Linked DNA regions of Mus musculus: region 1 is linked to region 2. The links are chromatin contacts, called in public Hi-C maps. All regions are on one chromosome and are shown on one strand. Each heading gives the region's core, a stretch centred on a gene start, on an enhancer-like site or on the middle of the called end of the contact. The rest is flanking DNA. Distances are from core to core; before and after follow the strand shown. Region 1 has its middle 30 kb from the start of Gpr174. Region 2 holds the start of P2ry10b (purinergic receptor P2Y, G-protein coupled 10B).

The links. Hi-C and Micro-C count contacts between places; a contact is called where the count stands out from the background.
Region 1: a contact with region 2 is called in a Hi-C map of CD8 T cells, with 2.0 times the contacts expected there. The contact joins the enhancer-like site here to the promoter of P2ry10b in region 2. A contact is called at or near these places in 1 of 39 promoter capture datasets (the C10 cell line), 3 of 484 Hi-C or Micro-C datasets (B cells and CD8 T cells), 2 of 115 datasets of contacts at active chromatin or transcription factors (effector CD8 T cells and memory CD8 T cells) and 2 of 9 other capture datasets (adipose tissue and liver).

What each region holds. Positions count from the first base shown.
Region 1 is chrX:107,222,279-107,229,299 of GRCm38.p6, forward strand. No RefSeq gene overlaps it. Among named protein-coding and RNA genes, the nearest start is that of Gpr174, 30 kb to the right of the region's middle. Within about 2 kb of position 2,778, at least 15 of the 459 cell types and tissues checked have an H3K27ac peak or open chromatin away from gene starts, as enhancers often do. A contact at or near this core is called in B cells, CD8 T cells, effector CD8 T cells and 1 more, where this site is marked.
Region 2 is chrX:107,144,449-107,151,082 of GRCm38.p6, forward strand. It overlaps P2ry10b (purinergic receptor P2Y, G-protein coupled 10B), which reads left to right and starts at 4,479. Exons shown (of 2, transcript NM_001122596.1): 1 at 4,479-4,699.

The DNA of each region.
Region 1 (7,021 bases), core at 1,528-4,027, 76 kb after region 2:
CCTCCAACTTAAATCTATTCTCTCCTAACTGTCCCTTCTGTCCTTACTAGTGACTTCTCAGATTATAGTTACTAAATCTACATTGAAATTTCTATTCCATTGAAGCTGTTCAAACTCATTATATAATTAGGATCTATAGCAAAACCATTTTATACCCATTATATTTGGGGTATTTATTAATATTCTTTTAAGTTATTATTTATATTCATTTTATCTCAGAATCTTAAAATGATATTAAATAGTGCTAAATAACTAAAAAGAATATCTAATTAAGTTAGGAGGTGAAAAGTAGTTTCTAGAAAGTTACCATAGTAAACATCGTACATTGTGAAGGCTCTATTGTATGCACTCAACTCTTTCATAGAGCAGAAGATAAGCTCCAGAAAAATATGCATGAACAATCAAATCTGTGTTATAATAAATTATTTCTAAAGCATTCTATCTGTGCAAGACACTTTTCAGATAATCTTCACAGAAAAACAAAAATTTAACTGGTTAAAATTACCTAGCAAACACAGAAGTGGATGCTCACAGTCAGCTATTGGATGGATCACAGGGCCCCCAATGGAGGAGCTAGAGAAAGTACCCAAGGAGCTAAACGGATCTGCAACCCTATAGGTGGAACAACATTATGAACTAACCAGTACCCCTGAGCTCTTGACTCTAGCTGCATATGTATCAAAAGATGGCCTAGTCGGCCATCACTGGAAAGAGAGGCCCATTGGACTTGCAAACTTTATATGCCCCAGTACAGGGGAATGCCAGGGCCAAAAAGTGGGAGTGGATGGGTAGGGGAGTGTGGGGGGGGGAGGGTATGGGGGACTTTTGGGATAACATTGGAAATGTAAATGAGGAAAATACCTAATAAAAATATAAAGAAATAAATAAATAAAAATAAAAAAGTTACTTAAAACAGAATTTAATTTTTTTCTGAAATTTCATCTGTGTTAGAAGCACACAAGCACGTTAGAAATGATTGAATTCTTTATTAAGAAACATTTGTTGGATATAACAATAAGAATCAGAGTCACTTGTACTTGAATTACGATAATTTTCTTTGCTCTGCCTTCTGCATCTCTCTTATGGAAACTTTGTTTCTGAGCTTTTTGGGGGCAGGTGTGAACACAAAGGAAGACCTTTCTTCCTTTAAAGACAGGGCTCCGCCCTGAGAAAGTCAAGGCATAAGCTTATCTCATGCCATCACACAGATGTAAATTGCATAAACTCTATACCCAGAAATTATGGTTGCAAGAATGAAAGTGTATATTTACTCAAATTCATTTAATAAGGCTAAGATTTCACCTAGAAGTGACAGAGAATCCTAAATGCTGATGAATACCACATGTGTGTGCTCATAAGATAGAAGTTAAATGCTGGGAGAGTCTGTTCAAGAAAACCAGGAATTATACTGTACTTCTCCCACTAGTAGAAAAGAGATTTATTCCAAAACAAACATGTTGTCATCTCTACCTTTGTAAGATGACATAAGGCTATGATTACTGAAAGCTGTAGATCATAAAGACAGCTTTAATGGGTCTAACATTTTTGGAATAGAGGTGTGATGGAATGTTTATTTTCAACTTGACAGGCTCTGTAATCAACTAGGAGATAAGCCTGTGAGGGCTTACCTTAGTTGAGGTGGGAAGACCCATCTTGAGGGTGCCACCATTCCATGAACATGTGCTCCAAACTAAAAAAGGTTGAAAATGAGCTTTCATTAATGGATCTCTGCTTCTTGACCAAGGATACAATGTGAGAACAATCTCATGTTCCTGCCACCAGTAACTTCTCCATTGCCATGATAGACTTTATTTTGGTATTATGAGCTAGAAGCCACCCTTCCCTCTTTAAATTGTTTTTTTATCAGGCATTTTCTTAGAACAAGAGGACAACTAGCTCATAAAAGAATGAAGACTTAAAATCTAAGAGTCCTGTCATAAAGTGAAGATTTTGGAAAGGATCAATTAAGGGACAACAAAATAGGAGATGCTTCAAAATTTCATAGGCAGAAAGAGGAAATGAGACAACTTTGAAAAGCTCTCTGATATTGCAGTGACTCTGGAGATTCAGAATATGTATGCCTATACTACTACTTACTTTCAAAGCTTCCCCAAGCCATACAGATCATGAAGTAAACAGTTAAATGTGTGAAGGGCCAAATGCCAACTAAATAATAAACTAATAACCTAGGAATTAAAAATAAGATCACATTCAACTCTGGCCGTCTGTAAGGCTACATATGCCCAAAATAGTTAATAAAGAGTCAAGATCTCTTATAAACAGCTATGAAGTAGTCATCTGAGCTACTAATCCCAGTAAGAAAGAACAGCAAAATAAAGCTTACCTAAATTGTTGACAGGTTTCCAAGCCACATGCTTACATAAAATGTGATAAAGAACAAAGTCCAGCTGACTCTGTGTATTTAATTATACCACTGATAATTAAGTGGTTTATGCTAAACAAGCGAGCCAAAATTGAAGAAATCTGATTCAATGATGTAATAGTACAGAGAACGATCTGAGATGGGACATCAGATACTGACAAGTCAGGAGAATCACTTTTCAGACACAGAAGTCAAGTTATTGAGCATAAATTGCTAACCAAACAAATAACATTAATAATTGCCAAAAATGGAGGATACTTAGTAGCAGTATTACTACAGAATATGACTTCTCTTGTTTTTAGAAGTACCAAAATCAAGACATATAGAGACATAATAAAACATAACCCATACACAGGAAATGTGACTCATTCTCAGGAAATGAAGCAAACTTTAAAGAAATCTGAGAGGCTAGAGAAATGAAATGGCTGAGTGGTGAAGAACAAGTACTGTGCTTGCAGAAGACCTGAGTTTGTTTCCCAGCAGCCATGTCAGGCAGCTCACAACCGCCAGTAACTGTAGCTCCAGCAGATCTGAAACCCTCAATTGGCCTGCATGAGAACACTTTTACACATATATTCACATATACACACAGGCACATACATATAGATACGTGCATAGACACACACATATAAAAATAAAGTCTTCAAAAGCAGACATTTGGCAAAACCGAGATTTCGGACTTTGTAGACAAAGGTATTACAGCACCTATTTTATGTATTTACAAATAGTAAAAACTGCTCACAGTAAACCAATTAAGTATATATGGAATAAAAATTCTCAAATGAAAACTAAAACAACTAAAGTATGGCATTTATTAGAGGAGAACAAGAATACATTTGCTTTCAAATTAATATGGAAGGGAACTGGAAAGGAGGATATCATTTGAAATCTAAATGAATAAAACGATTAGTACAAGAAAATCTAAAACAAAATAACAAAATTAAAGACAGACGAATACTGGCTATGATGTATAATGAACAGAAACAAAATGTATGAGAAAATAAGTAAAGTCTTGGGTAAAAGTGTGAGACATGTAGTAGGGATACTAGGAATACAGGAAACAGACAGGGAGTTAGGAAAAAAATAAAGAAAGAATATCTATGGATTTTATAAATTTTTAAAATAATTGTCTAATTTAATAAATACAATGAGTATCAAATGGAACAAGTAGAAAGAACTCTACCAAAGAGTCATATCATAGTAAGAATGTTAAGAGCTCAAATAGAGAAAATACTGAAAGTAGCAAGAGGATGCAGATACAGCCAAAATCTGATGAACAATGGAAATCACAAGAAGTGAGATGAATTATTCAAAATGTGTAAAAACATGTATAAACTAAGAGTAAGTTATATTCCACAATAAAAACCTTCAAAAATAGACTTAAGGCATTTTAAGAAAAACTGAAACAGATTTACTTGCTAGAAGACATGGTTAAAATGAAGTTTCAAAGATATTTTAATTTGCATTTTCTTAATTGCTAATGATGATGAACACTTTTTGAGTATTTCTTGGCCTTTTTATTTCTTCTATTGATAACCCTTGTATAGATCTTGTCTTAGTTAGGGTTTTAACTGCTGCAATGAAACACCATGACTGAAAAGTGAATTGGGGAGGAGAGGGTTTATTCAGCTTACATTTCCATATTTCTGTTCAACATCAAAGGAAGTCAGGACAGGAACTCAAACATGGCAGAAACCTGGAGACCGGAGCTGATGGCGAGGCTTTGGGGGGGTGCTACTTACTGACTTGCTCCTCATGGTTTACTTAGACTGCTGTAAGAATAGAATAGAATAGAATAGAATAGAATAGAATAGAATAGAATCCAGGACCACCATCCCAGCAGTATCTCCATCCACGATGGACTTGGCCCTCCCCCATAAGTCACTAATTAAGAAAATGTTTTACAGAAAAATGGAGGCTTTCCTCCTCTCTGATGACTTTAGTTTCTGTCTAGCTGACATAAATCTGTCCAGCACAGATCCCTTGCTTATTTTTAATTGGGTCATATGTTGCTTTAACGTTTTGTTTTGTGAGTTCTTTGTATATTCTGCATATTAACTCTCAGTCACATGTATATCTGACAAATATTCTCTCCCATTCTGTGGGACTTCTCTTCATTCATTTAACTGTTTCCTTAGTTTTGTACAGAAGCTTTTAGTTTTGCAAAGTCCCAGTTATCAACTGTTGGCCATGATTCCTTGGCAAATGAAGTCCTACTCAGAAAGTTCTTTCCCACTCTTTTATCTTGTAGGTTTACTTTGATGTTTATGTCTAAGTTTACTTCTAGAAATTTTAGTATTTTAGTTCTTAAATTGAGGTATTAAATACACTTGTTTCTAATTTTTGTTTAGGGTGATAAATATGTCTTTAATTTCATTCTTCTTCCTGTGAACATCTAATTTTCTCAGCATCATCTAACAAGGCCTTAACATGAACTGTAAAAGAGTCAATAGATCTAAGTTGTCATTTCTCAAAAGAAAACAATCACATAGTTCACAGACATGAAAATTGCTCAATGGTGCTAATCATTAAGGAAAGGCAAATCAAATTCACAACCGCATAATACTGTGAACACTACATATTAACAAGAAGACTACAATAAGATTACTGGTTCTGGGTTTCCTTACTCAGGATGATCATTTCTAGTTTCATCCATTTCCTTGAAACTTCTAGGATACCATTTTTTAACAGCTGAGTAATACTTGCTTATGTAAATAACCACATTTTCTTCTTTATCCATTGTTTGGTTGAATGACATACATCTAGGTTGCTTCCGGCTTCTAGCTATTATTAATAAAGCTGCAATAAACATGGTTGAGTGAATATCCTTTTGGCAACATAGAGTATCCTTTGGGTATATACCTAGGAGTGAGTGGTATAGCTAGATCTTGAGGTTGATTGAGTCTCAATTTTCTGAGGAATAGCCATATTGATTTCCATAGAGGCTGAACAAGTGTGTACCACATCAGCAATGGAAGAGCGTTCCCCTTGTTCTGTATCCTTGCCAGCATGAGCTGTGTTTTTTAATTAAGCTGTTCTTATGGGTATAAGATGAAATCTCGAGTTATTTTGATTTGCATTTTCCTGATTGCTAAGGATGGTAAACATTTCTTTAATTGTTTCTCAGTCATTTGATATTACTCTGTTAAGAATTCTCTGCTTACTTATCAGTGAGTACATATCATCTGAGTTCTTTTGTGATTGTGTTACCTCACTCAGGATGATACCCTCAAGGTCCATCCATTTGCCTAGGAATTTCATAAATTCATTCTTTTTAATAGCTGAGTAGTACTCCATTGTGTAAATGTACCACATTTTCTGTATCCATTCCTCTGTTGAGGGGCATCTGGGTTCTTTTCAGCTTCTGGCTATTATAAATAAGGCTGCAATGAACATAGTGGAGCATATGTACTTATTACCAGTTGGAACATCTTCTGGATATATACCCAGGAGGGGTATTGTGGGGTCCTCCAGTAGTACTATGTCCAATTTTCTGAGGAACCACCATACTGATTTCCAGAGTGGTTGTACAAGCTTGCAATCCCACCAACAATGGAGGAATGTTCCTCTTTCTCCACATCCTCGCCAGCATCTGCTGGCACCTGAATTTTTGATCTTAGCCATTCTGACTGGTGTGAGGTAGAATCTCAAGGTTGTTTTGATTTGCATTTCCCTGATGATTAAGGATGTTGAACATTTTTTCAGGTACTTCTCAGCCATTCGGTATTCCTCAGATGAGAATTCTTTGTTTAGCTCTGTACCCCATTTTTAATGGGGTTATTTGATTTTCTGGAGTCCACCTTCTTGAGTTCTTTAGCCCAGAAACTTAGAATACCCATGATACAAGTTGCAAAACATATGAAACTCAAGAAGAACGAAGGCTAAAGTGTGGTTACTTTGCCCCTTCTTAGAATTGGGAACAAAACACCCATGGAAGGAGTTATAGAGAGAAAGTTTGGAGCTGAGACGAAAGGATGGACCATCTAGAGACTACTGAGCCTGGGGATCCATCCCATAATCAGCCTCCAAACCCAGACACCATTACATATGCCAGCAAAATTTTGCTGAAAGGACCCTGATATAGCTGTCTCTTGTGAGGCTATGCCGGTGACTGGCAAACACAGAAGTGGATGCTCACAGTCAGCTATTGGATGGAACACAGAGCCCCCAATGAAGGAGCTAGAGAAAGTACCCAAGGAGCTGAAGGGGTCTGCAACCCTATTGGAGGAACAACAATATGAACTAACCAGTACCCCCAGAGCTTGTGTCTCTAGCTGCATATGTAGCAGAAGATGGCCTAGTCGGTCATCATTGGGAAAAGAGGCCCAAAGAGGCCCCTTGGTCTTGCAAACTTTATATGCCTCAGTGCAGGGGAGCACCAGGGCCAAGAAGTGGGAGTGGGTGGGTAGGGGAGTGGAGGGGGGAGGGTATGGGGGACTTTTGGAATAGCATTTGAAATGTAAAATAAGAAAATACCTAATTTTAAAAATATATTGTTTTAAAAAAAGTATTCTCTGTTTAGATTTGTAAGCAATTTAAAAATCAGATTATTTGGTTTAGTGATGTCTAGTTTCTAGAGTGTTGTGGAAAATACTAATAAATGAACCGGCCAACTCTCCGCAGTGCTGAACCATGCTT
Region 2 (6,634 bases), core at 3,229-5,728:
AGGGACCTTTCCCCCTTGATCACTAATTGAGAAAAAGCCTTACAGTTGGATCTCATGGAGGCATTTCCTCAACTGAAGCTTCTTTCTCTGTGATAACTCCAGCTGTGTCAAGTTGACACAAAACTAGCCAGTACAACCTCTATAATTTGATCATAAGATCCTATTGATAATCAGCCATATGACTCCATATACCTGAGTCATAGTACATGGAGAGATCAAGCTGGCACTGCATCAGAGACTGGAGAACATTTATAGTCCTGGTAGGTGACATTCAGGCTACCAAAGGATGGACATAATCATCAATCATACCAGCTGTGAACTTGGAGAACTATAGTAGTGATTGGCCTGGAAAGACATTCCCACTAGTGCAATAGTGTTATGGATATCATGAAAGTACCCAAACACAGTCTGGCAAGTTTATTGTGGCCACAAAACTGTGGCTAGACAGAATATAGATGCTAGGAGAGAACCTCTTCTACTATTCCTACTATTGTACTAAATGAGCACAGTATAAAATGGACTATTAATTACTTATTTTATATTCATAAACTAGTGTATATGTCAATCTTCATTAGATAAACCTCTCCTTGCAATAAATGACAGTAAACCCAGAGACTCACAACTGGTCAAGGTTCACAGAATAAGAGAGTAAAATGCTCAGCCTTAAAGGAGATATCTCTATCACATTCTCTCCTCCCAGTGCTCAAGGATCATTGGGGAAGAAGAGATAAGAAAACAGTAACAGATGATAGATAACTGCAAGGAAACAGTGTTTTGCAGATAATCAGGGAAGGTGCATATATGAACTCACATTTGACTATAAGCTGTGGACACCATATTCAAGGCTTCCAGAGTTAAGCATACTCTGAGTTGATTTATTCATTTTAAAGATACTGTGAATAGAATTACTTTCCTATTTTCCTCCTTGGATCTCAGATTTTCTGTAGGCAGTGGTATGTATGCATAGATAGATAGATAGATAGATAGATAGATAGATAGATAGATAGATAGATTTGTGACACACAGCTGGAACAAAGATTGGGAGAAAAAACAAATTGTAGTTTGGGGGATAGGGTGGTGAGGATATGGTTAAAGCATGTGTTATACTTATATGACGATACATTTATAAAATTGTTCAGTATATGTAATTAGTATATTCCAATAAAATTTACATTAACTGTTTATCAGTTGAAGGACATTTAAGTAGTTCATATTTGCTAGGTGGCTGCACCAATTTGCAATCCTACCAATGAGTTTGCCCCTTTTCTTGCATCACAAAATTATCCTTAGCTATAAAGAAAAATGAAGACATGAAATTTATCAGTAAATGAATGAAAGAAGGAACAATTATACTGAAGGAGTTAACAAGACTCAAAAACGAAATAATACATGGTATCCCCTATTTATGCATCCTAGCGCCAACTTTTTGGGTTTCCTCAGAAACCAGGTAAGTAAAAAAGGACCATGGTGGAGTGGAGAGAGGATCTCTAGAAAGGATGATAGTAGGTGCTATGGAGAGAGAAATAGTCAAAAATGGAAGAAACCTTAATTGGGGAGAGGGGATGAGAGAGGGAAAAAGAAGGGATAAATAACACTAAGAATATTTGAAGAAGCCATAGTAATGCATTTTTCATGTTTACTTAAAATACATACACAGCCACACAGAAGCAAAACACACACACACACACACACACACACACACACACACACACAATTTAAATGAAGTTATATCACTTGGGGTGATAATTGTCACTCCATAGACTACCTAATAAAAACCTCAGTGCCAGGCATTGGAAAAACCTCCCTCAGATTGTTGGCCAATGAAGTCCAAGAGATAACCCCAAAACAACAGCTATTTCTATTGCTCTTGGTTGCTTCCTAGAACATAAAGGTAAAACCATGTTGCTCAAGACACCTCAAACTTTGGATACAAAGTTTAGAAATTCTTGTGTTAGAACTGACCTGGGAGCCTCTTCTTCACTTACCTTTTCACACAATATTGAAAGGTCCTACTCAAACTGCTTTAGGAGAAAAGCAATCAGTAGCCCTACTGAACAGTAAAGCTTGTGGACCACAAAAACGACCTTGTAATACTTCTTGGGTCTGTGGAATTTGTTTGTTGCTGGGACATGGAAGAATTTGTAATTTTTGACACTTGAATGTCTTAGATATAGTTTTTCCTTTTTAATTTTTTATTGGACATCTTCTTTATTTCCATTTCAAATGTTATCCCCTTTCATGGTCCCCCTCCAGAAAACCCTTAACCCTTTCCCTCCCCCTGCTTCTATCCAACCTCCATTGGTGATCTCTTGCTCCAATGGTTGCCTGAGAGCATCCACCTCTGTATTTGTCAGGCTCTTAGCCAACCATTGTATTTGGCAGAACCTCTCAGGAGACAGCTATATCAGGCTCCTGTCAGCAAGCACTTCTTGGCATCCACAATAATGTCTGGGTTTGGTGACTGTATATGGGATGGAATCCCAGATGGGACAGTCTCTGGATGGTCATTCCTTCAGTCTCTGCTCCACACTTTGTGTCTGTAACTCTTCCCATGGGCATTTTGTTCCCCTTTCTAAGGAGGACTGAAGCACCTAAACTTTGGTCTTCCTTCTTCTTGAGCTTCATGTGGTCTGTGAATTGTATCTTGGGTATTCTGAGCTTTGGGGCTAATATCAACTTATCAGTGAAACCATACCATGTGTGTTCTTTTGTGACTGGGTTACTTCCCTCAGGATGGCATTTTCAAGTTCCATCCATTTGCCTGAAAATTTCATGAACTCATTGTTTTTAATAGTTGAGTAGTACTCCATTGTGTAAATGTACCACATTTTTTTTGTATCCATTCCTCTGTTGAGGGACATGTTGGTCCTTTCTAGTTCTGGAAATTATAAATAAGGCTGCTATGAATGTAGTGGAGCACGTGTCCTTATTACATATTGGAGCATCTTCTGGGTATATGCCTAGGAGTGGTATAGCTGGGTCTTCAGGTAGTACTATGTCCAATTTTCTGAGGAACTGCCAGAGTGATTTCCAGAGTGGTTATACCAGCTTGCAATCCCACCAACAATGGAGGAGTGTTCCTCTTTCTCCACATCCTCGCCAGCATCTGCTGTCATCTGAGTTTTAATCTTAGCTATTCTAACTGGTATGAGGTAGAATCTCTAATGAGTCCCTCCAATTGGAGTTTGAAAGAAAAAAAAAAAAACCTGTTAAGAGATGTAGCCAGCAGTCGCCTGGTTCATCAGGTTTCAAGGGGGGCAGGGAACAAGGACTCTTATCTCTCAAGTACTGGTAATTTGAGTGGTAATTTGGTCAGAAATCTAGCCTCATGCTACCTATCTTCTGAGTCCCTGAGTGCATTTGAATGAAAGGATAATAGTCTAATTTGCTTATTACGGTGAAAAGGTGCAGAGGAAGGCACACATCCATTGCTGATTTTGGATATAATATAACCAGTCACTTCTAACTTATGCCCCTTTGGTTCCCTTGCCTTAGAGCATTGCACATTAAACTATGAGTGAGGACAAAACAAAACCGATCAAAAACTTTCTCCCATAAGTTGCTTTTGTGGGTATTTTATCACAGCAATAGGAAAGAATCTAAGATATCCAGGTACTAATTCTGGCTTTGCTTGCTTTACTTTTTAGGGTAATTACTTCTTTTTTCCTTTTGAGGCTTCATGCCTCATAGCAACATCATCCTCATTTGCTTTTCCTGATATAATATAAGAAAATAGAAACTGCTATATGAAAAGGGAAAGGTACAGAATAAAATACATTTCCAGGGATCCTCATAGTGTCTTAGTTACTGAAACTTTAAAAGAGTAAAACAAAGGTCACTAAGGAGGAACTTTCAGTTCCAAAGCTTTGCTTTTGTTTTACTTCATGTTTTTAAATGAAAGTCTGCAAGTGACTACTACCTAACCATTTTAGTGGGGCTATAAGATTACAAAATCCTAAAAGGTTGTATTTGAGATCCTTACCAATCCATTCTGAGAAACTGTAATGCTTTTCAGGCATTTCACTTCTTCTCCAGATATGCTTAAAGCTACCCTAATAATATCTTTACAATATAATTTTAAGAACTTAATGTGTTACTATTGTTTAAGTATATGAAGACACAATTCTTAACCTCAAAGAAGACCACAAATCACACATTAGGTCATCTCTTTTATGTGACCTTACTAATCACCACCTTTTTGGTGATTTCAAATTCTTCCATTTGGGTGACCAATAAGATTTGTCCTAACTCCCAAAGAAGTTTTTATTATTACCATTGCTTAATTCCTAAAACAGACAATATGGCAAAATGTAGCTAATTTGGAAATATTGACCTCATATAGCCAGCCTGAAAATCATATGTGACTCAGACATATGCCTGCATGCTCATAGAAAGGGGGGGAAAAAAGGAAGAAGAAAGATGATGATAGAATAAGTTGGGCGTGTGCATAGCAGGAAGCTCAGTGCATTCTTGACACATTCTCTTTCGAAGTACCATAGCAAAGGCACATGACCGTTTATGTCTTTAGATGGAAACATTAGCCATTGTAGTCATGGGATGTAATGATATCTAGAAGCACAGTATCTTTTATAAGTTTAGGAAACTGTGGTGTAGTTAGCTAGATAGTAGCCTTCTGAGTCCTGGGAATGGATTTCTCTAAGAAGTAGATGCCGGAAGATTGCAGCAGAAAGAAGCCATGGTAAGGAATTAAATATGATGGGAAAAAATGGGGAATCAATATAAAATTGATACTTACTGCTTTCTGTAAAAACGCAATTAGGATTTTATAAACATAAGAATTGATTTTTCAATGGTAAATAAAATTCTAACAGTTAAACTGGCTTTTTGCATAGCCCACAATTTAAATGTTCAGAATAGACTGAGACAACGACTGTAATACGTGGCAAATTAAAGTCAGATACTCTGTTCCTGATTGAAGAAGTGTACAAATCATGGAAACTCTGAATTTATCAAAGCCAAAATTTGAATTTACTTTGCCCACAATATCCTCTGAGGCAAAGGCTTTCCCAAACAACTGAGTGATGCTGACAGACAGTTCTACCTCCCATTAGAGGTAAACGATTTTGTTTTTTTTTCCTGTTTTGCTGAATAAACTACGTTACTTCCTCTTCTAGCTGTAAAAGCCTGCAGTTCACTACAGGATATCTGGGTAGAAAGGGTAAGGTTCTTGGCTTTCTCTTCATACATTCAAAAATAGAACTAAAAAGCCTCTGTGAATTGAAAACGACAGTGTGATTTTCTGCTGCTTCCACTGAAAACTTAATTCTGAGTCTGCTAATATCTTACCTTTGGGGGGATATATTGTTATGAAGAATGGAGACTTCAGTGAGGTAATATCTATTTATAAGTTTAAGTGGTTAAAATGTTCGCTGAAACTGCTGCATGCTTTCTGAGAGGAAATGTGGCTGTCTAGATAGAAAGCTCCTTTCTCTACAATTTAGCATGCCACTGACAAAAACCAGGGGTTCAGACTTGTAGTAAACATTGCTTCTAACAATTCTGTGTTAAAATTGAGATTGTGGTTCATTAAATGCATTTTTGTTAGTGTGAGCCAACGGGAGAAAATAAACTTACAATTTTAAACCCATGGTTTGTGTCAACCAAATTAAAGCAGCATTCAAGTAGTAAATGCATCTAAGTGCCTTAATCTTTTCATAAGATGAGACTTGACATGTTTTCTCAGATTGGGACATTTTCCATGCATGCATTTTCCGGTGGGATGTGATGGCTTCAAATAGCACAAAAGGATTTTCATCAAGCCCTAGAACTTAGCACAGCTGTCGAGTCTCAATGGGGCTGATTCTCAGCTTACGATGAACATTTCTTTGGATGTATTTTTAATTTGAGAACATGGGAAGCATTTTCAGAAGGCGTTCCAAACATTTTGCTGTCTTTTTTAGAAGGAATTCCTTCTGTGGTTTTAAAAAAACGTGTTCTTTTTAAAGTCTGCTAATTTCACATGTGGAATTTGATCCTTCTATATGTAAAATTATCCACGTGTGTAAAATTACATGATTTTATGTGAGATTGTAAGCCTTAGTAAAATATGTTTAATGTATTTATTAGGAAAATATAAATAAAACCTATTTACATCAACATTTTCCTTCTCCTGAGATGAGGAAATCAGTGTATTTTGTACATATTTAATTTTCCCCAGAGTGAAGTGTTGAAGATAGTAAATAGCACCTTTAAAAAATTGTCCAAATGGAGTTTTTTTCTGTAAAAATTTAGGATAAATGCTTTATTGTACTACTGTTTTTTTCCAGTAACAAAATGAAACTAACAGCTGTAGACTACATGAGCGTGACTCACAGAATGGCACTATGTGTATATTATGGTTGCCAAGCGGCACCATACTGTCTGCTATTGAGAAAGCTTTGCCTAATCTCCCTGACCACAAGTATGGGTGGGGCTTTTTTCCTATAGCAAAGTTGTTCCAAAGTGACTGATACTGGGGCCAGTATATGAAATCCAGGCAGGCTAAGAAGCTGCAAAGCTCTGGGAACCTCAAGAAGGGCTGAAATCAGCAGCATTCCCTGGACAGACCCTCTTTAGAAACAGTTTTGGTGGGGTTGTGACAAAAGATGTCCTCAGAAAACTTAAAGTTCTGGGT